Regions from separate parts of the Sus scrofa genome. Here region 1 is linked to region 2. The links are chromatin contacts, called in public HiChIP or PLAC-seq maps. All regions are on one chromosome and are shown on one strand. The core of a region is the stretch at or near the end of the contact, and the rest is flanking DNA. Distances in the headings are between cores, read along the strand shown.

Evidence for each region. HiChIP or PLAC-seq counts read pairs in DNA pulled down with a chosen protein or histone mark.
Region 1: an H3K27ac HiChIP or PLAC-seq map of alveolar macrophages shows a contact between it and region 2. The contact joins two enhancer-like sites. A contact is called at or near these places in 1 of 5 promoter capture datasets (liver), 22 of 47 Hi-C or Micro-C datasets (alveolar macrophages, brain, embryonic fibroblasts and 12 more) and 2 of 2 datasets of contacts at active chromatin or transcription factors (alveolar macrophages and skeletal muscle).

The regions. Positions count from the first base shown.
Region 1 is chr9:21,948,259-21,953,903 of Sscrofa11.1, reverse strand. All of the region lies in intron 8 of GRM5 (metabotropic glutamate receptor 5), which reads left to right. The region is part of intron 3 of LOC106504843 (a long non-coding RNA gene); the gene reads right to left. Among named protein-coding and RNA genes, the nearest start is that of CTSC, 190 kb to the right of the region's middle. Within about 2 kb of position 4,318, at least 7 of the 83 cell types and tissues checked have an H3K27ac peak or open chromatin away from gene starts, as enhancers often do. A contact at or near this core is called in alveolar macrophages, where this site is marked.
Region 2 is chr9:21,681,552-21,687,293 of Sscrofa11.1, reverse strand. No RefSeq gene overlaps it. Among named protein-coding and RNA genes, the nearest start is that of RAB38, 44 kb to the right of the region's middle. Within about 2 kb of position 3,048, at least 20 of the 83 cell types and tissues checked have an H3K27ac peak or open chromatin away from gene starts, as enhancers often do. A contact at or near this core is called in alveolar macrophages, where this site is marked.

The sequences.
Region 1 (5,645 bases), core at 3,069-5,568, 270 kb before region 2:
GTTTCTTGTAGGCACTGCCTTCTATGTGTTCCTCACCAGCAACTAATACAGTGCCTGTTTTAACAGATTCTCTAATAAATATGTGTTGAGTGGCCAGCAAAAATTCCCTTCTCTAGTCTCCGGTAAAGACCTACTTCCTCCCCTAATGGTGAATCAGCACTAAGTGGTAGTTCATTTTCCAAAAGAGTAAGTCAACTTTTCAAGTCTTGCTCGACCACTGCCTAACAATATAACATTAAATGTATCTCCGTCTCCTTCTGGGCATGTAGGAAGTAAATGATAAGAAGATTTAGATTTAGTGGGTGATAGTGTTATGAGTGAGATGTTTCAGGTGTTTAAGTTTGAGGAAGAGAAATGCTTTAAATGATTAATTAAATGGTTTGGCTCTGCAATAATTGAAGTATGTTTGTGGAGCTATAAAAGACTATGTCTGGATGATTGTGATGAATTGCATCTAAAACACTCCCTTTGTATAATGAATTGATATTCTTGAATGCTGTGATTACAGTGAATTTCATTTACATGTGACGTTAGTGGTCTCATGTTTTGCTACTTGAATTTGACTAAAATGTCTTTGATTAATTGATATAAACTGTTGGATGGTGGGGTAAACTAAGCATTTTTTTTTTTTTCAAAAATCTGTTTCCAGAAATGTTCCTTCGATTTGCATTAGCCCTGCTTGGAAGTGGCCTAGCTACATGCCATCTGGGGCATGCAAGTCGCATCTCTTACAGACCATACCGGAAAAGAGCATGCCTCAGGCATAATCCTGTGTGTTAGCAATTCCTTCTCTTCCCTCCAACTCTGTTCTCTTGGTAAAGACAGAATTGTTGAGGAAGGAATAAACAATGGGAAGATAAGACTATCCTTTTCTTCAACTTCTTGGCTTAGATGAGTTCTCCCCTTTTCTGAGTCATTTAGCCTCCATTTGCCTGGCATCCCTCCCAACCTCCTCCTCCTCATATGCACAAACAAGAAGAAGAGAACAAACATTGGTCAAGCTCCTTGAGTGTGCTCTGTGCTCTGACATAGGCTATTTAATCCATACAGTTTCCAAAAGATGGAATTATTTTTCTAAGATTATACACTTAGCTTGTGACTGAATCCATGACTGCCAGGTTTCTCCTGATCTCCTGGCACTGGGCCTTGTATCCTTCAGCATCTTTAGCTGGAAAAAGAGCTCCTATTGGTCTGTGAAGGGAGAATCAGATATAGAACTTCAACTCCCAGTGATATGCTAAAGAAACTCCCAGAGGAGGTAACACTGAATAGAAAGCTAAGGAGGAGTGTTTGAGTTGCTTAGGTGGGGGAAGAAGTTCCAGCAGGAGATAATAACAGACACAAAGATTCAGAGCTCTTTCAGGGCCCTTCGGGGCCCCTTCCTGTCTCCTAGCTGTCTGTGCTCACCAAGATCAATCCATGGCCTCGGCCTCCTTTCTCCCTGGGGTCTCTTCTTTGGACAACTCAGCCATCATTGTACTTCCAAGTCTCAAGTATTCTTCCCTGAGCTCTAGTTGTGAGAATCCAAATGACAAATGGATAGTTTCATCTTTAAACCTGGCATCATCTCAGCCTTGACACATCCCAAACTCACTCTTTTATGTATATATATAATTATTTGGCAATGGTTTCTTTTTCACGTTTCTGTTAAATGTAACAAGTGCCACTTCCTGCCATCAAAAGTTAGCCATGCTTAATTTGTCCTTGTCCTCAAACACACTTAGCCAGATAGTAGATGCTACTGAGACACCACATGCTATTTGAAATGTTTTTCAAACAGTTTTATCCTCATTTTTTTTTTTTGTCTTTTTTTTTTTTTTTTTTTTTTTGCTATTTCTTGGGCCGCTCCCGTGGCATATGGAGGTTCCCAGGCTAGGAGTCCAATTGGAGCTGTAGCCACCAGCCTACGCCAGAGCCACAGCAACGCGGGATCCGAGCCACATCTGCAACCTACACCACAGCTCACGGCAACGCCGGATCGTTAACCCACTGAGCAAGGGCAGGGACCGAACCCGCAACCTCATGGTTCCTAGTTGGATTCGTTAACCACTGCGCCACGACAGGAACTCCTATCCTCATTTTTATTTTTACAACTGCTATACAAATCAATTATTTTATCTCTGTACATCTGAATTACTATAATAGTGATAAACTCAGTCCATTTAACCACCTCAAAAACAGTCAGTGCCTCCTCACTTCCCACATCAAAACTATGCTACTAACAATTCAAGGCTCTTCAGAATGTCTTCAGGTTACCTTTCTTACCTTTTCAACCTTATTTCATGCTCCTCCTGAGCTTTAATCTTCTGCATAAATCAAGCTACCTCACACATGGTCCCCAACATGGCTGCTTCTACAGAATTACTTACTGACCATGAAATTAATTCATCCTCACTCATCTTACCTGGTCCAGCTCATGCCATTTATAAAGTCATTACTCACCATCTACCCCACAGAAGTTCTAAATATACACAGCCTATTATTATTGACTTCACCATTCATCTAGACAATTATTCACTGAGAATGTGCTATGTACCATGAATTGTTCTCTCTCTGATGATAAAGTGGTGACGAAAACAAAATCTCAACCCTCCCTAGAACTTCAATTGCAGTTGGAGAGAATAACAATAAAAAGTAAAAAAAAAAAAAAATACATCATATAATACCATTAATTATATGGAATAATGATTATTAAAAGCAAGAAAAAAGGGAAAGAACTAGAGTGAGCTGGATAGGGAATGATTTTGGACATTTTTAGATATGGTGCCATGAACAGCCTCGCTGAATAAGCTGAACAGAGAGCAAAATGAAGTGAGAAAATAAAATACACAAAGACCAGGGAAGTGGAGGGTAAGTGTTCCAGGCAGAGGGAATAGCAAGTGAAAAAAATGTGAGACAGGAGCTAGATGGTTATTTTAGGGGACAAGCAAGGTCCACTGTGGTTGAGAGAATGGTAAGAGAAGAATGTAGCCTGGCACTTGGAGATCAGATTAGGTGAGGTACAGATTTTGTATTTTCTCCTGAATGTGATGGGAAGCTTTGGCAGGTTTGAGCAGTTACACGATGAGGTTAATATGTTAAAGAAATCCCTCTGGTTTCCATAGATACAATAGAAAGTAGAGTGGAAAGAAGGAAGAAATCAGCTAGAAATCCATTCTGACAGACTAGGTGAGAGACTATGATGGTTTCAAGTACAAAGTATAATGATAGGATTTTCATCATTGTTATGTTGTATGTGAAGGAAAGAAAAAAAAAAACTTAAAAGATGAGTCTTAGATTTTCAACCTGCATAAATGGGAGGATTGGGACCTGTGTGATTCAGACTTGGGGAGGAGAGGTTCGAAGTTCTGGAGATGTTAATATGATGCCTGTCAATTGAGCTCAGAGAAGAAATCCAGGATGGACATTAAAACAGAAGGGTTGGGAGAGCCATTCACATTTTGATAATAACACGGCTAAATGAGCAAAAATTGGGGACCAAGGATGGGGAGGTAAAGGGGAGAGAGCCTGATGAAAAAATAAGCTTGGTTTAGGAATTGTTAAATTTGAATTCTAGGAGACACCTAAGGGAACATATCTAAGAAACTGATGGAGAAAAACTGGTCTGAAGATCAAAAGGGTTTAGAGTTTGAGGTACACTTTGGGAGAAGAAAGGGAAGCTCTCTTGGACTAGATAAGGGAAAGTCTGATGAACAGACAAAGAATTCCTGAATATTAGTATTAAGTACATCCCCAGACACAAGGGATAACACAACAGCAAGAAGAATGATCCACATGTGAATGAGTGAGCAATAGAGAAGTCAAACTGGATAGAGTTAAGAGTCATCACCATTGGATGTGGTAACTAGAGGTGGGTTTGGGCTTGAACAAAAACCCACTGAGGTCCCAGCTTTTTGAGGAAGTTCTTTGTATCCCAGAGGCCCAAGCAAAGATGGAAATCATTGTTCATTCATCAGGTAGAACACTCTCACTAACTGGATCCTGATCCACAGAACAAACTTTGACACAGTATACAAATTGCCAAAGTGCAGGCGGGATACCCACAACTGAGAATCCTGTTGGTACTGAGAGTACTGAGACCCATGGCAGCCTCCTCCAAACCTCCGTTTGTGATGGGTCTCAGTTCCTGGCAGCCTCCTAAACCCATTATGCTGTCTAGCCACATGTTCATAAACCGCGAACTGCAGGAGCAGCCAAAGGAGCTTCGGAGCTTGTCAGTCCTGCCTTGAGCACAGCCATCCCAACCAAGGACTGTGCTGACAAGTGCAGATTCCTGAGACGTGTGTGATGAACAAGGCCCCCTAGAGGGCAGCAGAGCCCCGCAGGAGGGGGCAGAAATGCCAAAAGGGGTGAGTGGGCAGCTTCACTAACGGAGACACAAGGGGGCAATACACACCTTTATGGAGAATGGAATCAAAATAAAACCTAGTGAATTAAAGAAAGTAGGTAATACAAGAGGTAGAAAGATCTAAGCTGTACGCCAGACAACAAAGACAAGTTAGCCAGAAAGAGAAGAGTTGAGAAGACATTAGTTACAGGAAAGCAAGGTTCTCTCTTTGGTGATGTTTATGAACCAAACAATAATAATTAATAGGTACTATTTGCTCAGAACCTACTATACATCATGTTGTCTGCTATGCACCAGATGATATTTTAGGCACTGGAGATATTAAGATGAACACAATACCGTCCTTCCCCTAAATAACTCCTTTCTTCTTAGTAGAGTCAGAGATGTAAGCAAATAATGTCAGCAGAGCGTCGTAGGAGGCTTAAGTCTTTGTAGGGGGAACTGCAGGGGCACAGCAAGGGAAATAATTACATGCGAGGAGAAGGGAAAGGCCTCGAAGAAGGATGACGTGTTTGTATGGATCCTGGTTGTGGTGTTTTTTTCTCTGCCCTCAGATTTCTGTAAGTCTTCCCTGAAATAATCCGTCTTTTTTTTTTTTTTTTTTTCCTCTCATTCATTTATTCTTTTATGTAGCACATTTCTTCACTGGGCCCTACCAGGCTCCAGTCACCTTTGTGGGCACGGAGATACAGAAGGTGTCTCTGACCTGGTATTGATCTGAGAGGCACTAAGCTTGGTTCTCCCCCTTCTCTCATCTTTGCACCCTGGCCCTTCTCTAGGGGTGATGGGGAAAGTCAAGCCCTTCTGTTCTAATAGGTCCTGGCTGAGGAGGAAAGGTAACAGAAAAGGAACATGATGTCTTTCTGCTTAACTATTATCGCTTGGGCATTCAACAAACATCGACTGTCTACAACGGGCCAGGCTTCTGCCCCTCGGGCCAGATGAAGTTCACGTTCTATGACAGCATTTTCCATTTCCGTTCTAGGCCCTTTCCATCCTAGCCACCCAAATGATGCTGTGGTTATCTTCACCAGGAATGTAGGCCTCTCTTCTTTATGGCATCTACCTCTATCATCCCCATTAGAGTTGAAGATCCTTGAGCTCACAGGCTGCGAAATGTATTTTCCTAATGCACCTATAGAACCAAGCACTACGCTGCATCTCTAGAAGACGTATAATATGTGTCTGAGTATATTATCCTTGTATTATTTATAATTAGATTGAATTCCAACATGAACATGCATCAGCTATGTGAACTACAGTTCTCTTTTTTAAAAGGTCATCACTACTTTTCCAG
Region 2 (5,742 bases), core at 1,799-4,298:
CCAAAACTACAGCTGCCGGCCTACGCCAGAGCCACAGCAACGCTGGATCCGAGCCGCATCTGTGACCTACACCACAGCTCACGGCAACGCCGGATTGTTAACCCACTGAGCAAGGGCAGGGATCGAACCCGCAACCTCATGGTTCCTAGTCAGATTCGTTAACCACTGCGCCACGACGGGAACTCCTTAAAAGTTATTATACCATAAGCATGTTTCACGTTTTTACCTATAAGGATGTAAGGTGGATATATAAGATGGATATAAATATATATAGAGAGATGGATATAGGATATAAATTATGAAGGGATATACAGATACATGTGTATATATATTATGAAGGGATATGTATAATCTATATATATATCCCTTCATAATTTACTCTATATATTGTTCTCCATTATATAAACTTTATTTGGCTTTTAACTTTCACTATTATAAATAAAGCTTTTGCGCAAGTCGCTTTTTCCATTGTTAATTTTCTTAGCCTAGGGTCCAAGGAAGCAAATAATGAACCTAAGTATGTAGTAGTTTGGAGCACAGGTTTTGGAGCCAAACAGACCAAATACCAAAATCCAACTGTGACATTTACCTGTGACACCATTTATTTTTGTTATTATCTTGACATTTTCTTCTGAGTGAGTTAGGGGTAATTCTCCCTAACTCACAAATTTGGTTGTAATAAATGAGCAAAATAATCCTTGTATATATAGCAACTGAAACAACACCTGGAATAAGTAAGTGCTTTATTATTGTCTCCATTTTAATTTAACTAGATTACAAAAATGTTTCTCAAATGCTTTCAGCAACATGGAATGACTCTATCAAAGTATGAGAGCACCAACCTGCTTTGCACATTATCCTCTCTGTAAATGTTAAGGAAGTTTCTTTTTTTTTAAGCCACTTTACTTTGTACTTTCAATTTACAAATTTAAAAAATGAAGATACCAGAAGCCTAATTAATCCTTATGAATGGAACACCTCTAATTAGAGTAGCTATTACACATTATGTGTAAATATTTAACTGACCCAAAAACTCTCTTGTCAGAGGACCAGATCTCTCCCTTTATGGAGATAAAGAAATATTCTCACTTTAGTTTTTCTTTAAATATAAACATATCTGAGAAGAATGAAATGACACAAAAATAGCAGCTTTTTTTTTTCTTTTCTTTTCTTTCTTTCTTTTTTTTTTTTTTTTTTTTTTTTTAAAGCTGCACCCGCGGCTTATGAAGTTTCCAGGGATTGAATCCAAGCCACAGAACGCAGCTGCAGCAGTGCTGGGTCCTTTAAGTTACTGTGCCAGGCCAGGGATCTAACCTGTGCCTCCGCAGTAACCTGAGCCGCTGCATTTGGATTCTTAACCCAATATGCCACAGTGAGAACTCTGAAGGCATTTTTTTAAAAAACACTGCTGTGTATATGCCAGAGATTTTGCTAGACATTTGAATCATATTTTCCCTAATACCACAATCATCTGTATCCGTTGTGTTTCTGGTTCTTAGAGCACTCTGAGATCTAACTGGTTTATTTGTCACATTCCCTTCTGAGACAGAGATGTGGTAGAATGAGGACAACTGTGGGAAAGGGGACCTGATAGGACCGAAGGCGCATGGAAGTTACCAATGATAACCTGTCATGATCAGTTTTGTCCTATAATTACCTTATTCCAAATCCCCATAACTCCTTGTTCTGCCTCTGCTCATTAGGCAAAGCAGACTCCACCATTTCTCCCATGGAAACAATGGGCAGGAAACTTTCTTTTGATACCACAGAGTTTGTCAGTGGAAAAACTAGTCCTTTCCACTCCTTCTGCCCAAACTCCTTTCTATAAATGAAGCAGAACAGTGATATAAGGCTTCTTTGATTATCCAGTAGAAAGAAGCTGAGATACCTTCATTCAAATGCACACTGTTGCAGGCACTGGCCATGAAGCTCACTTTCTTTGGCTAACAGTATGTGACTCCAGAACACAAGTTAATTAATGTTATGCCAATACTGTTTTGCTTCACCATGAGGAGATTGATTAGTCATGTATCCTGTTTTTATTTAAGCTGTACACCTTTTCCATTCACAACTCTAGTGGCAAAATAATTACTGCAGAAAATGCAAAGGTGCAGCCATGCAGACTCTGGGCGCTGATTTTGTGTTTACTACTAATGTTACCAGCTGGAGCCAGAACCGAGCTCAAGTTCAGCTACTCATGGCTCAGAAGTCAATATTTGAGAAACAAGGGTTGGTGGGAAAAGAAAGATGCTTTAATTGGGAAGCTGGCAACCTGGGGAGATAGTGGACTATCATTCCCCAAACCATTTTCCCCTTGCCAGTTAGAGGGAAAAGGGAGTTACAGGGGAAAAGTGGAAGGTTTCAGGGGTGCGCAGACAGACGCGATGTTCAGAATAGAACAGTCAGAAATCTGACAGTCATCTTGGAACTAGTCATGTCGTGCTCTGGTCAGTGTTATCTTAAGATTGTTTTAAACATAGCTAATCTGCAACTTCAGGGTCTGTTTATTCCCATTTCCTTGAGGCCGGTTCCTGGAATTGTGCAAGCCATAGAGTCAGCACTGCTCAAGATTCAGCAGCTTATGTCCTGGCTACCGTCTGGTTATCATATAGTTAGCTTTTTCCCTCTGATGGTGGTTATTATAGTATCTGCAAAACAACTCAGGAAAGTGCACTGGACACTGTTATCTATGTCTTTCAGGGAGGAACTAAAGATTCTGTGACTCAGCAGCTGTACTTCTGCTGTACTAATCTTTAACTGCTTGAGCCTGATCTTTGGTGACTCAGAGGAGGCCTAGGAGACTACAGCTTTTCTACAAACAGGAGACAGGGAGCACAGAAAATCTTTTGTACCTGGAATAGCTCCACAGGGTCCTGCTTGGCTTTACTAATTCAGTGTGTGACCTGGGTTAGTTCTTTCCCTGATGGGCCCCCAGATTTCCCCTCTGTGAAACTGAAGGGATTAGTTCCTTGCTTTCCAGGTCCTTTCCAGCATCAGCATCCCATGGTCTAAAGTGATTCATGGGCAGGAGATGACCATAGATTTTATGGAGCTCCACCTAGTGGCTCTGTCCCATACTGCAGCTCTAAATTCTCCCTGGGTTTCTTAGGCCTTGAGTGAGGCGCCTCAGATAGTTTTGGTTTGCTCATGACCTAGTACGTTCATAAACTGTAGAACAAGGGAGAATAGAGAGGAGTGGCAAAAAGAAGGGGACCAGGAAAAATACTTGTTTTGAGTGTCATATTTAGTAAAACCTTAAATTTAGATCAAATTCAGACTTGGGTACTATCTCTGAAATAATACAGATAGCTATTGAGTCTGTGAATGTGTATGTTTTAAGCATGAATTAATTAAATGTAAACATTTAAAATGTACTTCAGGTTTTGTAGCCATGTATAGATATTGTCACTTAAAATAATTAGAGCTGGAGCCTCAAATAAGCTAAGTAGTTTAAACTATTCTGACTTTTGAGAAATTCCATATGTAGAGAACACGGTTAGTACATGCCAAGCAAAATTCTACTGTGGTAGATTCCTTGAGGGATAAGTTCTTAGGGGAGATGGGGAAAAGCATGTAAAAATAATTAGTCCTATAAAATAATGAAGATGTTTCACTGTGTACCTGCTTCGTGATTAAGCTGAACACAGGACACAGAGTGGATGCAGGAGACGTAGTTCCCATTATCCTCAAGAGACTGATAATTTAGTAGGTGAGGCAGATGTTTATAGGCATGTTGAGAATATTATCTGTAAATATATGAGCTATGATAGAACTTTCTTCAATAACTTCAGTGGTAATACAACAGAGATATCTATTTTGTTGGGAGAGTCAAGGAATCCGTGGAATCGAAGACACAGAATACTGTAGAAGAACAGAATAGCAGGAATTCTTCACAGAATAGAAGCTGGTACTTAAAAGATAATTCAGCATTTTCTAATAGGATGGGGAGGAGCTCTTCAGAGAAACTGAAGAGCATATAACGCCACTCGTTAAGTGGAAAATGATTCACAGTACCAATGTCAAATGTGTCTGAGTGTTTAGAGAGTGAGGAAAGTCCATTTATCTTTTTCCTGTTCCTGTTATTTTCTCAGACAAAAGCTTAGCCCCAGTATTCATTTTTCTTCCCTGAAAGCACTAAAAAGTCAGCACAGCCATGACTACAATGTACCATGAAGCAAGTATGACTTGTTTGTAAAGAATATGGGCTTTTGAGGCTACAGAACTTGCTTTGAGTCCTAGCTCTGTGCTTTCTAGCTAAGTAAACTTGAGCAACATTTTAGCTCTTGGAGTTTTGTTACTCCTTTGCAAGATGTGAGAAAATAATAATACTCACTACATCAATTGTTAGGAAGATTAAACATGAGCACAAGTAATATCAGGAATGAAAGTGAGGACATTATTATTAGATATGAGAGAAATTAAAATGATAGAAATAATGAAAGACATTTGCTAATAAATAGTGAAATTTTGATAAAATTAATGTTACTTTAAAACACAATTTATTGTAACATACTCATGATGCACTATAAAAATTGAATAGTCCCATATCCAGTAAAAAAAAAAAAAAAAAGTATCTGAAAATAAAAAGCTTCCCACAAAGGAAACTCTAGGCACAGATAAATTTAGTGGTAACTTATTACAAACATTTAAGGAAAAAATAACACTAACTCTGCTAAACTTTTAGAGGACAGAAAAAGAGGGAACACTTCCAATTTTACTAGCCAGTGTAATCTTGATAACAAAACCTGATACAGACATTATAAGAAAGAAATATTACAAGTTAATATCTCTCATAAACGTAGTTGCAAAAATCCTCATTATATTAGCTGATAACGGCATCAAGTAAGATGGTTGTTTCAATATTTGAAAATCATATAATTCACCATATTTAGAAAATAAAGGAGAAAATCATATGATTATCTCAATAGTTGCAGAGAAAGCATTGATACCTCTCAATATCTATTCATCTTATAAACTCTTAGCATACTAGAAGTAGAATCTTCTTTAATATATTAAAGAACAGCCGTCAAACCCTCATGGAATGCTTCACGATTAATGGTAAAATCTTTGAAGTTTGCAGCATGAGATCAGGAATAAGATTAAGATGCCCACAATTACCTCTTCTGTTTAACACTATACTGGAGATCCCGTTAGGACAAATGTATTAGAAAGGAAGAAATAACTGTCATTATTTGTGGATAACATGATTATAGATGCGGAAAATCCAAAAGAATCTCCATTTAGTCTATATGAATTAGCAAGTAAATTCAGTAAATCGAGCCTACAAATATCCATTTGCATTTTATATACCAGCAAAAAGTGACTAGGAAAAAAACTTTAAAACTATGTAATGAATGATATCCAAGGCCTCCAATGACACAACACATTTTTGAGAGATTTTAAACATACTCCAATGGATCTAGATCAAAAGCAAACACGTTCACAAATACCCATAAAAGATTAGCACTAATTGCATGCAAGCCCCAATAAGGAGACAACTTACTAATTGCTCATCATAGGATGGTTTTCAAAAAAGTTCTGTGAAAACTGTCATTGACTTCAGAGCTTTGTTCATATCTGGCAGGAAAGATTGCGGTATGTCTTATGAGTGTCTGGAACATCAGAGGAGCCAAAGAAGAGAATGCTAATAGTGATCTTCAAACTGCAGATGAGGGAGGGCAAGGAAAATGGGTGGGGGCTGGTGGAAAAAAATAACTTATATGTAGAAAGCTGCCACGAGGA